2 separate regions of the Ovis aries genome follow, and region 1 is linked to region 2. The links are chromatin contacts, called in public Hi-C maps. All regions are on one chromosome and are shown on one strand. The core of a region is the stretch at or near the end of the contact, and the rest is flanking DNA. Distances in the headings are between cores, read along the strand shown.

Region 1 (6,560 bases), core at 802-3,301, 130 kb before region 2:
AATAAAGGGGCGGGCCCAAGAGATCTGAAAACCTGAGCGAACAGTGAGGCTTGCTCCCGAGAGTGGCCGAATGGGTCGATGTGCCAGGCCACACGGGGGCGCCCGTCGCTGCCGAACGTCTCCTCCAGGAAGCGCAGCCCGAGTGTCATCTGGTCGATGATGGCTCCGTAGTGGGTGGTCGCCTCATCGTTCATCACCCAGCCACCGTTGGCAAACTCTAGGCGTCCTGTGCCGGGAGGGGCAAAGTCCGAGTCAGTTGTCAAGGCCAGGAGTGGGGCCAGGGTTGGTGATGCCAGGGACGAGAAGACCTGCCTAAATGACCAGGCCTGAGAGGAGAAGAAGGGTCAGGGGTCACTCTCAGGCCAGTGTAAGTGAGCTATGGAACAGAAGGCCCCCTTGTACAGCAGGCTTTCTAGAGGATTCACTGGAGGTGGGGTCTTACAGGATGTTTAGTTGTTCTCCAAAAAAGGGAAATTCCAGGCAGGTGCAGCCACATAGAGGCTGCACATGGCATGATAAAATCTCAGAAGCCAGGGTGCTAGAGATAGCAGCTGGGCTGGGCTTCCTCTTTTCACTTCCTGAGGGGAGGCTCACCCTGGCGCACCAGGTCCCGCACGATTTTCTGTGTTGCATCTGTCTGCTGGTGCCACCAACGCGAGAAGAAGGCAATTTCCACATAGATGAAGCGGCGGGTGGGATCCGCCAGCAAGGAAGAGATGACGGAGTCTAGGATGTACTGTACGCCCGCCTGCTGGATGTTATTGTAGACTGTGGGCACAGGGGTCAGGCAATCAGGAATCAGCAAGCCAAGGGAAACATTCTTAGACACAGGAGCCCAAGCTGGGTGTTGCCCCACCCTGATTGTCCAGGCCTGAAAAGCAATTTGAAGGGCTCTGCGGGACCATGGGAGTCCCAGGGGTCACTCCCCACCCTCCTCTACTCACTGCCGTAAAAGTACTGGTCCACCGTCTTGAGCCAGCCGACATCATCGTGTGTGTGAGGCACCAGGTGTACATTCAGCATGTCTGGCTTCACCTTTGGGCATGTCTGCACAGGGACCCCAAACACACCTCACTCTGTCAGTAACCCCAAGGTTAAGAGGCAGGCTGCAGTGGGGAGTTGGGAGGATATAAGGCAAGTTTTGATCTAGAAGCAAGTGACTAAGGTGGGGATGGGCTCCCCCAAGAAGGACACACATAGTTGTGCCATAGATGTACTTCCCAATTGACAGAACTTCTCAGAGCACCTCTTGTGCATGCCCTGGGGAAATACTAGTAGTAGCTAATGTTTATCAATAATTTGTTAATACCAAGCAGCCACCCTGGGACCTGAGGGCAACATTATCTCCAGTTTTCAGATGAGCATACAGAGGATCAGAGAAGTGAAGTGACTTGGCCAAGGTCACACAGCCAGCAAGTGGAGAAGCCAGGTTAGAACTTCAGGCAGCTGACTTCCAACTCTCAACCAGTCCCCATCACACTTACAGCCCGCTCATGTGAATGCTTGCAAAGTCCAGGTAAGCCAACCCACAGACGCAAGAGACAGACACAGACAGCTCCGTTCTCAGACTAACACAGCCAGTCTTCTCAGTAACACAAAGGATGAACCAGATCACACTGTCATATTAGCAACCACTCACTGGGCACCCACAAAACAGACCCACCCACACCTCCGGATTCTACTGGAAGCTTCACTATGGCTCTTGTACATTTCCGCTAGCGGGCCGCGCTCACCTTGTATCCCGCCGCCCAAGCGCAGGGCGCCGCTAGGAACAACACGAAGAGGAAGGAGAGAGGCGGGAGCGGTGGCCGCGGCGCGCGGAAACTCGTCCGTGATTCTACCGCGCCCCAGCAGCCGCCGGCGCGAACCCCTGAAGGCCGCGCGTCACCAGCCATGGCTCTGCAGCCGCCGCCGCCTCGGCCTCCGCCTCCGGGGGTTCTCCGGCCAGGCCGAGGCCGGGTAAATGCTCCGCCTCCAGAACCCGACTTGGCCAATGGGCACAGGCGGGGGCGTGCCCGAGGCGTGACCAGGTCCATCACGAGACCAACGCGGTAGCTCTGGGTACAGCTGGGGGCTCTAGCAGCGAAGGAAGGCACTGGCGCGTCACATCCTCAGGGTGCTGCTTTGGCCAGTGAAGCCTTTAGGGTCTTGTGGCCTCTGTGTGACCGGAGTGCCCTATAGTGTCCCCCTCCCCACCACCGACGCATAAGTCTCAGGTTTTCCCGCGGATGCTGAGTTTGCCTTGGAGGTATTGCCTAGGATTCTAGGGTATTCCATCGACCTTCAGGGCTACGGTTTGCAAAGGACCTAGCTTGGCTAGGAGCTGAGGTTAATGGGGGCTGTTTCGTCCTATGGATTGAGACGTTAAATAAAGGAATTACCCTTACAGTGCTGGGGAGGGGAGACCCCCAGCCTTGTTCAAGAGATACCAGTGTCCTCTGGTGAGCAGTGAGAACCTGACAGGTAAGGGGAGAACTGCCTACCTTCCCCAGTCCCTACCAGTCCATCCGATGTCCTGACATTACCCTCACACATTTGAGAAAACCAAAGCCCAGATTCCTGAGATCAGCAGAGCTATCTTCTGCGTTGTCAGAGGACAGAGATCACTGTTTAGTCTCTGGCAGCTGGCTTAAGGCATGAGTCTTGCGAAATAAGCAAATGAACTAACCAAAAGGCTCCAGACTGGGGCCCCACCCCAGGCCTGACAGAGTGGGAAGGTGGAGCCCTTCCCTCTATTAGGACAAACAGCCACCATGCACAGGAGAGAGGGGTCGCAGAGAACAGCCAGAATGCAAAACTTTATTAACGGGTTTCAACAAGAAAATGAGTGGGTACACCTAGAAACATGGACAGCGTCTCCCCTGGGAGCAGGCAGGGTAGGAAAAGAAGGTGGGGTGGACGGTTAGGCCGAGGGGATTCCTCTCTCTGCTCCAGCAGCCGTGAGATCCCAGGGTCAGGGCCAGGTTCCCTCCGTCCAGCTGCAGACCCAGAGACTGCCTCGCCCAGGGAAGCCCAGCACTGCAGCTGATGGCAGGAGGCTGAGCAGCCACGGGTGAGGCCTAGGGCAAGGTGGCTAGAGAGGCCCAAGACGTGACCCCTCTAGGCTGACATCACCAGGGGGGCGTCATGGGCTGAGGGTTCTGCAGATATGACATCACCACAGCAGAGATGGATAGCCTGAGATAGGAGAGAGGTGTCAGTCCAGGATGGAGAGGCTGGGGGGCGGGGAGGGGGTCGGGGGGGGGGGCTCCCTCCCCTCCCCCAGGAGTCCCTCCCTCCCCAGACCCAGCCTCACATGAAGCTACTCATCATCTGCTTCGTGTCCTCAGAGCTCCGGGAGTTGGCAAAGCTGATGAAGGAGCAGTAGACAGCAACCCAAGCGCACCACTTCAGCTGGAAGAGGGGGGTGGACGGGCAGGGTTAGGTCAGTGAGAGGCACCCCAGTGAGCCATTCCCCCACCAGTTCCAATCCCAGTTTCACCTGGTGCAGCTCCAGCCTTGATCCCCAGGAGTCCCTCTGTCTCAGCCTCCCAAAGTTAACTCTAGGTACCCAAGTTCTGGTCCTAATCCCTGAACTGCATCTCTGACCATGTTCCCTCAAGCCTAAGAAGCCTGGTCCTTAACATCCCCCATCACCCTAAGGACCCCACCAAGTTGCCTTAAAGCCTCAGACCAACGTCCAATGTGCCCACCCTGACCCGGACCTCTGGCTTCACAACAGCTCTGATTTTCTCCACTTATCATTACCCCAGCCCTGCCCACCTTGAGCATGAGGCCGCACATGCTGAAGATCATGCCGAGCAGGTTCATGTAGTCTGGTGTCGGATCATCCAGGGCTGGGTTACACTCGCTCGGTGGGGGCTTGTACCTGCGGCAGGCTCAGGGTCAGAGGCATTCGACTTCTGCCCCTAGGGTGGGCAGATGCTTCCCTGGACCTCCAACCCACCATCTGAGACCCATCCCCATTGTTAAAAATAAAACCACAGGTCCAAAACGGAGTCATTTATGCTAGGCCGTGCCACTAAACTGGGGCTTACTACCTAGCCTGAAAGGAGCATCAGCCTCCTCCAGAAACATAGTCTCTGACATTGTAGTCATCCTTTTTTCTGTTTATGACTTCCCTGTTCTACCTTTAAAAACCTTTCTGTTTCTATAGCCCTTTAATGCTCCCCTCTACTTGTTAGACGAGATGTTGCCAGATTCATGAATCCTTCAGTAAAGCCAATTAGACCTTTAGAATTTACTCAGGTGAATTTTGTTTTTCAAGAGGTTTGGTAGCAGCAACAGGATCCAAAGTGAACCTCTGACATTCAGGGACAAGGAACACAAGGAGGGGTACCCGTGAATCCCCTTCTGAGTTCACTGTCTTTCTCGCTGGATCTGGAGGCCATGGGTAAGTTCCTCTCAGTTCTGAGCTCTGCTCTCTGTGTCATGCTCCCGACCTAATTGGCTTTCTGGCCAGTTCCTCATTTGTCTGGAATCACTAGTTCCATGCTGGGAGCTGCTGGTGGTTCTGACTACAGTTCCTCATTTGGCTGGAAACCGCAGGCCCTTGGTTCTGTTCCCAGATTCCTTGTTGGGACGTGCTGGCAGTTTGGTCTGCAGTTCCCCAGTTGTTTGGTATCAGTCCACAGTGCCCATGTAGGGTCCACTCCTGGTTCAAGCCTTTCTCCAGGCCCAGGTTCCACGTAGGCAGTCAGTGATGGTGTGCACAGGGCCTTTTTCTTGGCCAGGCCACAGTAACTGGTTATGACTGGAGTGTTACAGTATTCATGTCTGTCTGTCTTCATTTGTGTAGATAAAGGCCAGCCAAGAGAGATGGGAGCATCTCTGACCCCACCATGTCCTTTAATGAGTCTACCCGTTGGCACACCTGCTTATTTTTATGACCAAGAACTGTAATCTCAGAAGCTGTAAATATCTACAAAAATGGCAAAGTATGACTAAAAACAACCTAGAATTACAATGGGTGTCGTGGGGAAGGCTTCCCTGAGACAAGACTGCCCTTGAAAGTGAGGGTTTCAGGACTTCCCTGGGGGTCCAGTGGTTTAAGTCTCCAAGCTTCCACTGCAGGGGTCTCGGGTTCTATCCCTGGTTGGCGAACTAAGAGCCTGCATTCCGTGGGGCACAGCAAAAAAAAAAATCCTCAACCAGACAAAGCTTGCGAAACAGCAACTGTACTTCCCTGACGGCGCAGTGGGTAAGAACCCACCCATCAATGCAAAGAACATGGGTGCCATCTCTGGTCTGGGAAGATTCCACGTGCTGGGGAGCAACTAAGCCTGTGTACCACAACCTCTGAGCACCAAGCCTGCGTGCTGCAACTACTGAAGCCCATATGCCTAAGAGCCTGTGCTCCGCAACAAGGGAAGCCCACTGCAACGAGAAGTCTGCAAAGAGTAGCCCCTGCTCACTGCAATTAGTGAAAGCCTGCACAAAGCAACGAAGACCCAACACAACCATAAATAAATAAAACTTTTTTTAAAAAGCAACAGACCTTTTATAAACCGTTCCTAGAATCTTCCCTACCCCTACTGACTGGTCTGTTACTCAAACATGCAAAACAAAGAAAGATGAATCTGACCGACTTTAAGACACGCTTGCTTGGAAGCCCTCCTCCTATGGTGTTTCGGTTCCATGTGATAGTCACCTAACCGGCTCTAGTGGCCCGTTTGCTCACAGAATATCTCCTGTGGATAAAAACACAGAAGAGAGGATAGGAGACCACCAGGCTGATGGAGCCAATGACCACAGCTGAGCACTTTGAAACGACCTTAGAGTAAGACCACAAGCAAAAATTCTCCAAGTTGTTGGTCTTACAGTTACAATAGCTCCAAGACCAGAGAGCTAAAATAATGCCCTCTGAGGGGTCCACCCACAAAACGCTGGCCCAAGGACCAATGTCTTGAATGTAATCAACTGGGACACTGGAAAAAAGATTGTCCTCAAAGGTCTTATGCAAATTCTTCAACTCGAGTGCCCCCATATCTATCTCCTCAGTATTCCGAGGGATTCTCTGGTAAGCACTTATCTGTAATCCCCTAAAACAGCCAAAGTGAAGTCGCTCAGTCGGGTCCGACTCTTTGCGACCCCATGGACTGTACCCTACCAGGCTCCTCTGTCCATGGGATTTTCCCCACAATAGTACTGGACTGGATTGCCATTTCCTTCTCCAGGAGATCTTCCCAAACCAGGGATTAAACCCTGGTCTCCCGCATTGTAGACAGACACTCAAGGGGAAAATAAAATTAAATCTAATGGGAAACCTTGCCAAATTCTCGGTGATACTTGTTGTTGTTTTCAGTTCTGTGACTCTGTCAGACCTTATCTCTGAATGCACCTGCCTCACACCGCTTGTTCCCTCTTCAGCAGGAATTCTCAAGATTGTAGGCCTTTCTTTGGTCCCTCACAGCCAAGCTATGTGCTAAGACGCTCAGGTGTTTTCCTGAGATGGTGTTGTTCAGTCACTAAGTCGTGTCTGACTCCTTGTGACCTCACGGACTGCAGCATACCAGCCTCACTTGTCCTTCACTATGACCCAGTTTACTCAAATCCATGTC
Region 2 (6,499 bases), core at 774-3,273:
TGTGTCTGCATTGCTGAGTGTGTGTATGTCTGTGTTTTCTAAGTACGTGTTTGGATGTATGTTTGCAGAACGTCAGTTTGTCTGTATATGTGTTTCTGTGTTTGCTCCATATATGTTTGTATGTGTGTGTGTTTGTAGAATGTATGTTTTGTGGAGTGTTTCCAGAATGGGTGTATGTGTATGTGAGTCTGTTTGTTGAACATGCGTTGGCATGTTTATGTTCATGTGTAAGTTTGCAGTGTGTGTGTGTGTGTGTGTGTTTGCCTGTGCTCGTAGAGTGTGCATGTTTTTGTGAGCAATGACCACTACCACAATCTCTCTCCCTTTCGTCTCAGACTAGTGCAGAGTTTTTGTCTGTCTCTTTTATGGATGTACTCCCAAAATCCAAACCACTTCTTTGCACACAGTAGGTGCTCAATACCTGTTGAATAAATGAATCAAGAGACACTGTCTCCTGGGCGCTGCATGGGTACACGCTGTTGGCTTCAGCAACCAGTATCCAGTGGACTTAGCCCTCACCCGCTCCATCTTGGGGTAGTCCAGGGTGTTCGTGGGTCATATCTGTCCATCTTCTAAGCTGTGCCTCCCGATAACCCTTCCTTTCCCCTGACCTTCGCCCCCAACCCTGCGCTCATATTTCAGCACGACGGACAGGAGTGCTCCAGATCAGCACCACGGAGAGTTCCCTAGGCTGCAGGCTGAATCCGGGGCAAAAGAAATGTCCCGACCTTGGACAGAGGAGTGCGAGGAACAGACTCGGCGAGATGGCAGCACAAACATGCCGACAGAGACAGAGAGAAACAGATCAAGACAACTCAGGCAAAGGCGCAGAGATGAGTAGAAAAGCGCCTGGGGAACACCAAGAAGTAGACTTCGAAGTGGCTCCCTTTGACTGTCAGAGGTCGCTCCGGCCCAGTGACCGCGCCCTCCAGGGCCTTCGAGAAGGTTATGGGCTGAGACCCTTGGGAAGCCGCCACCCCGCCGTGCCCTCCAATGTCAACGTTGGGGGTGGGGGCTTCCACTCCAACTCTGGGAAGCATTGTTGGCTTGGCCTCAGCAGTAGGAACACTGCGGGGGAGTGGTGAAAATCGCTCCCGCTGCCCCCCTTCCCAACTACCAGCTAATCGTTCCTATAAATACAGCCCAGCCTAGCCTGGCTTCTTAATCCCGACGATGAGGGAGGGGATCGCTGGGGGAGGGGGCGGCAGGGTTCCCCGAGGAGTCTCTGCTTGGGAAGGGGGTTCGTATATGCCTGTAAGTGTTTTCCTGAGGGGGCATCTCCTATGAGGACAGGTCTCATACACTGCAGATACACTCTAAGAGACTCCTTGGGATATGAAGTCTCGTGGATAGGGGCAATTTCTCATAGAGACTATGGCTTTTATGGGGTCTTTCATTGAGGGTACCCTCACCAGGCTCCCCAAGTGAAATATCCTGGCGCGGATCCTTCTCTACGGAAATGTCTCTTCTTTGAAGGGTGGGCTTTTGAAAGGAAGTGTCACCTCTCAGAGACCATCTGTTTCAGAAATGATTCTCAGGGTGAAAGGAGTTCCTGATTGGAGAGGACCTCCCTGCGGGGACTACCTCCCCGTGGGAATGTGTCTCTCTGAGGGGATCACTGCGGGGAGGGAGTTGTCTGCATAGGGAATGTATCTTAGTGAGCTTGTCTCCCTTGGGGTGTTTCTTGCGTTGGGAGCCTACCCACGAGCATGTCTCTCCCCTGGCACGTCTTTCCTTACGGGGGTCTCACGGTAGCTTGACTTCACTGGGGGCATCTGGAGGCTCCTCCCCCACGCTTACCCCCTTTCCCCCTGCGCGGGCAGCCTCGGCCAAGGCCGGGCTCGGGCGCCCAGACGCAGTGACGGTGCCGGGTCCGCCCCACTTTGCTCCGCCCCCGCCACCTCCCTCCGGTCCCCCCCCCCCCGCCCCAGCCGCCGCCGCCGCGGTCCCCGCGGCTTCTCACTCCCTCCCGCCTCCCGCCTCCCGCCGCTACCGCCGCCTCCCACCTCCCTCCCGGGGGCCGAAGCCGCTGCCGCCGCCGCCATGGACGATTCCGGCCTGATTCGTCGCCGGAGGCTGCAGGTATGCGGCGGCCCCGGGTGGATGGGAAGGGGTCGGCACCCCGGGGCGGAGCCCGGCAGGAGGCGGGAGAACTTGACGCCGGGGTGGGCCCAGGCACCCCCTCCCACGGCCTCGGGAAGCTACCCGGGGGGAACGAGGTGGCCGCGTCCCGCCGCGCTGGGGACCCCGCCCCTCAGGCTCTGCCCGGGGACCCAGGGATCTGACGGAGGGGCCTGCAGCCTAGCGCTCCCCCTCGAGAGTAGCCCAGGGGCGCCCGACCCTTCAGAGGAGATAGGGGGCTGGGACTGAGATCTTCGCCCTGGTGCTCGGCCAGGCTCGGGGTGAGGGGGTGCAGGGCAAAGTTATTGCCCCAGGGCTCGCGGCCCCCGGGGCTGCAGGCGCCGCAGCAGCGGTAAACATGTTTGTGTTGCAGCCTCGCCCCTCATTACCCTAGGAGTCCCTTTCTGAGTCATGGGGACCCCCTACGACCTGCACGCACCTGCTTGGCCACCGAGATTCTTCCTACTGCCCTAATTGGACAGGGATCTAGACAGTCTTCCTCCTCACCCTTGATTCCACCCCTCTTCACTACAACACTACCCTACCCCCGCCCCCACTCCGCGATCCTCAAGCCCAGCCCAGCTTGTGGGTGGGCGGGAGCGATTTTTAGCTCCTTGCAGCCTTAGATGTTGGTCTCCAGGCTGCGCAGGCGCAGGAAATGTGGGTCCACTGCACGGAGTGGGATACTGAGGCTTGCTGTGGAGTGTGGGGAACTCCCACCTCCTAGATGGGTGGGGATTCTGAAGTTGAGAAGGGTTCTATTTGGTCCGCAGCATGCACTTTTAAGGGTTAATATGGGGGTTTGGTGTTGCCTCCAAACTAACTCCAGAGTGAAAATTGATCAAAACTTCACCCTAAGGCCTGCCTGGCATCTGGTTCTTCTGAGTCTCCTTGACGCACAGCCCCGAGCTAGGTAATCTGGAAGAGTTTATGTAAAGCCTAGAATGAGCCCAGTCTCAGGCTGCATCCCTAGCCTGGAGTTTGGGATGAGGAGAGAATTCAAACCCTCACCCAGGGCCCTCTTCCACTTTTGGAAGGGGCCATTTCAGAGGGCAAGGACTTCTCAGGCGTCTGGATGATGCTGGAACCAGTCCTGAGTTTTAACCACAGCCCAGATGGACTCTTCAGGTCTTCCTCTGATTCCCTTCTTATCCCTGGGTTGGGTTAGGAGAATGGGTTCTAATACAAGGAAGGGAGATGCCGCGAAGACCGAACAAGTACTGAGGCAGCCAGATATGGTCCGTGCCCTCGGGTCCTGGAATAAAGGGGGAAAGGGGAGGAGCCTTCCTAGGGTGTTCCGCCCCCTGGGTCGGCGCCGACTCCCATTGGCTCAGTGCCACGCGGGATTTCGTTCTCCCCGCAAGACCACGCCCCTATCCCGGGATCCTCCCATTCACCCAACTATCCTTCCCAAAGCTTGTCTTGGCCGAGGTACTCCGCCGAGATCCTGCCCAAACCGCTTCCCTTCTGGCACGGTAAACCACTGTGCAGCCTGACTACACTCTCACACATTGGTGCAACCCCTTAGGAGCTGTCCCACAACTGTGGAGCGCCCAAGTTTCCCGCGTGTGAATTCGGATCGTACAGCAATCTAAGCTCAAATGCCCTTTCCGCAGGGCCCTCCTTTCTTTAATCCCAAGGAGATGCAGAATCCGCTGGGCAAAGCAGTTCTGTAACTGGCGATGGAAGTGGCCTCTATTTACACTGACACCAAGGTCCAAATCCTCTGCCTCTCCACATTTTCCCTTTCCTCGACACTAAAATGTTTAGGGATGCTTAGCAGATGGGGCTAGAGTCGAAAACTTTTCTAGGTAGCACTTAGAGCACCTAGAGCCCTGGGGCTCACCCTCATAGGCCACAGTGTCTCTGAGTTTTGAGTACCGGACTCCATGGCCAGAAAATCCAGATCTTGGTTTTGACTGGGCCATTGCAGTTGCCTGGCAAGGCTGGTCCAAGGGGCGGCTCATTCAAGCTAATTCTGCAAAGACAGAAGGAAAATCTGGTACAGAATTTTGGTCATCCCTGGCTCGGGATGGCAGAGCTACCAATCTGGACAGTGCGCCCTTTGACCCCAACTATCCATCTGTCCTCTGTACTTGGGACTGCGAGGTCCCTCTGGCTCATCTTCTGCCATACAGCATATACATCCACAATGTTCCTATGATCTAATATTTACTGAGCAATTACTATGTGTGCTAGGCAGCATACTAAGGTGCTAGGCACCTGCATCATCTGCAGAATCCTCTAGAAGGTATGAACTATTGGAAGGTCATTTGCCAAGGTTTTAAGTGGTAAAGCTGGGATTCAAACTCAGGACTTTCTGCTATCAGAGATCCTAGAAAGATCCTAGAACATTCCTCAATTCTCCCTGGTTGGTGGGCTTCAGTTGCGTTCGACTCCTTGAGACCTATGGACTGTAGCCCGCCAGACTCCTCTGTCCATGGGATTCTCCAGGCAGGAATACTGGAGTGGGTTGCTGTGCCCTTCTCCAGGGTATCTTCCCGACCTAGGGATCAAAAGCAGGTCTCCCACACTGTGGGCAGATTCTTTACTGTCTGTGCCACCAGGCAGATCCCTGGCTGGAGTCCCCACTAAAGAGGTTTTGAAACCCTCATCTGAATCTTTCTACTTGCAGCCCTACCCAGTCCCTTCTATTCACCATAGCCTGTGGACACAGAACTGGCTGGAAGACGATGTTGCTTCTCCCTTCTGTTCTTCAGTGCTCTCGGAAAAGGGTCCAAATCTCTAATTTCTGGTCCCAGTGGTGGCTTCCTGTGTGCTTGACAAACAGAATGCAAATGTCTTCTAATGTGGACAGAGCTAAAACCTACCCATGGTTATCATGTTTATCACTGCCATTACTGAAAAAGACTACCCAGCCATCACCTGATTTCCCCCTCCCTTTTTTTTTGTCCACCACATGGCATGTGGGATCTTAGTTCCCCGACCAGGGATTAAACCCGCATCTCCTGCAGTGGAAGTCTGGAGCCTTAACCACCTGACCACCAGGGAAGCCCCCTGATTCCATGTCAGATCTCAGTTTTGAGCCCTGCTAATGACCCCCACCCCAACTCTGTGAATCTGGTTGAGCGTGGGGTAGAGCTACTGAGATGCGGAGGGGTCATTCACTCATCCAGTCATTCAACCTTTCCTGCTTGAGCATGCCAAGTTTATTCCTGCCTCGAGGGCTTTGCAACTGCCTCTACTTGGAATGCTCTCTCCACAGATCCTCCCATGACTGACTTATTTTTTCAGCAACCAATTTAAAAGTCACCTCTACAGAGCAGCCCTCTGGCCCTCATGTTCCCCTCCTAGCCATTTCCCATCACATCACCTTGCTTAACTAAAAAAATAAAATAAAAATTATTTTATTTGGCTGCACCGGGTCTTAGTTGTGGAACATGGGATCTAGCTCTCTCTGGCCAGGGATGAAACCTGGGCCCCCTGCATTGGGAGGGTGGAGTCTTAGCCACTGGAACACCAGGGAAATTCCACCTTGCTTAATTTTATTCATAACATTTATTTCTGTCTAAAATTATTTCATTCACTTCTACATTAATGTTGTCTGCTTCTCTCCTTTAAATACTGGTCCCCAAAGGGCAGAAATTTTCATTTGGCTCATGTACTGCTGTGTCCCCAGTGCCTAGCTGCAAGGTCTGCCATACAGTAGGTGCTCAAGAAATGTTTTTCAGATAACGACTCCTGTTTCATTTGCACAAATACATATTGAGACGCCAACTCAGGAGTCCTATATGAGGCTCCTGCGCTGGTCTCTCGGGGTCAGGAGAGGAGTCACCCTGGAACTTTTTGCCCAGGACCCCATCCCTCAACCCAAGGCCGAGGTGCTGGTGACGATGTTGATGAAGGACCTGTCCCACCCGAATTCTATCCCTCCAAGGGGCTGACAGGGCTTTTGGGCAGTGGCTGTCGGTCCTCGCTGACCTCTATCCTTTTGCTCCTTTGCCTTCCAGAAAGATTTGCCCCTGCCCCGGAAAAGCAGCAGGTGAGCCCTGGGGGAGAGATGCGCGGGGCTGATGGCCCTTTCTCCAGCTTGGGTTGGGGTGCCAGGCGCGCGCGCGGGCGGGGCCAGGCGCGCTGGTGCCCAGCAGCGCCCCCTCCTGGCGGGCAGCGGCAGCAGGCCTTTCCCCTCCCCCGCCCTCCCCTGCCCGCTGCGGCTCCAGCCTCCGCCCCGCGCGCTTGCTCCCCGCGCCGCCGCTGCCGCTGCCGCACCTGCCACCATGTCGCCGCCGCCGGGTCATGTCTGACTCTCTCTGGATCGCGCTTTCCAATTTTTCGATGCCCTCCTTCCCTGGCGGCAGTATGTTCCGCCGGACCAAGAGGTAGACCCCCGATCCCTCAGACCCTGACCCGGCCCTTC

Evidence for each region. Hi-C and Micro-C count contacts between places; a contact is called where the count stands out from the background.
Region 1: a contact with region 2 is called in a Hi-C map of tail adipose tissue, with 3 times the contacts expected there. The contact joins the promoter of MAN2B1 here to the promoter of MAST1 in region 2. A contact is called at or near these places in 4 of 16 Hi-C or Micro-C datasets (blood, omental adipose tissue and tail adipose tissue).

What each region holds. Positions count from the first base shown.
Region 1 is chr5:11,134,486-11,141,045 of ARS-UI_Ramb_v3.0, reverse strand. It overlaps MAN2B1 (mannosidase alpha class 2B member 1), which reads right to left and starts at 2,051. Exons shown (of 24, transcript XM_027969572.2): 1 at 1,734-2,051; 2 at 945-1,047; 3 at 595-768; 4 at 33-226. The coding sequence starts at 2,036. It overlaps WDR83OS (WD repeat domain 83 opposite strand), which reads right to left. Exons shown (of 4, transcript XM_027969571.2): 2 at 3,763-3,868; 3 at 3,296-3,393; 4 at 2,772-3,177. The coding sequence ends at 3,111.
Region 2 is chr5:11,005,757-11,012,255 of ARS-UI_Ramb_v3.0, reverse strand. MAST1 (microtubule associated serine/threonine kinase 1) reads left to right here and starts at 2,023. Exons shown (of 27, transcript XM_042249854.2): 1 at 2,023-2,082; 2 at 6,093-6,124. The coding sequence starts at 2,044.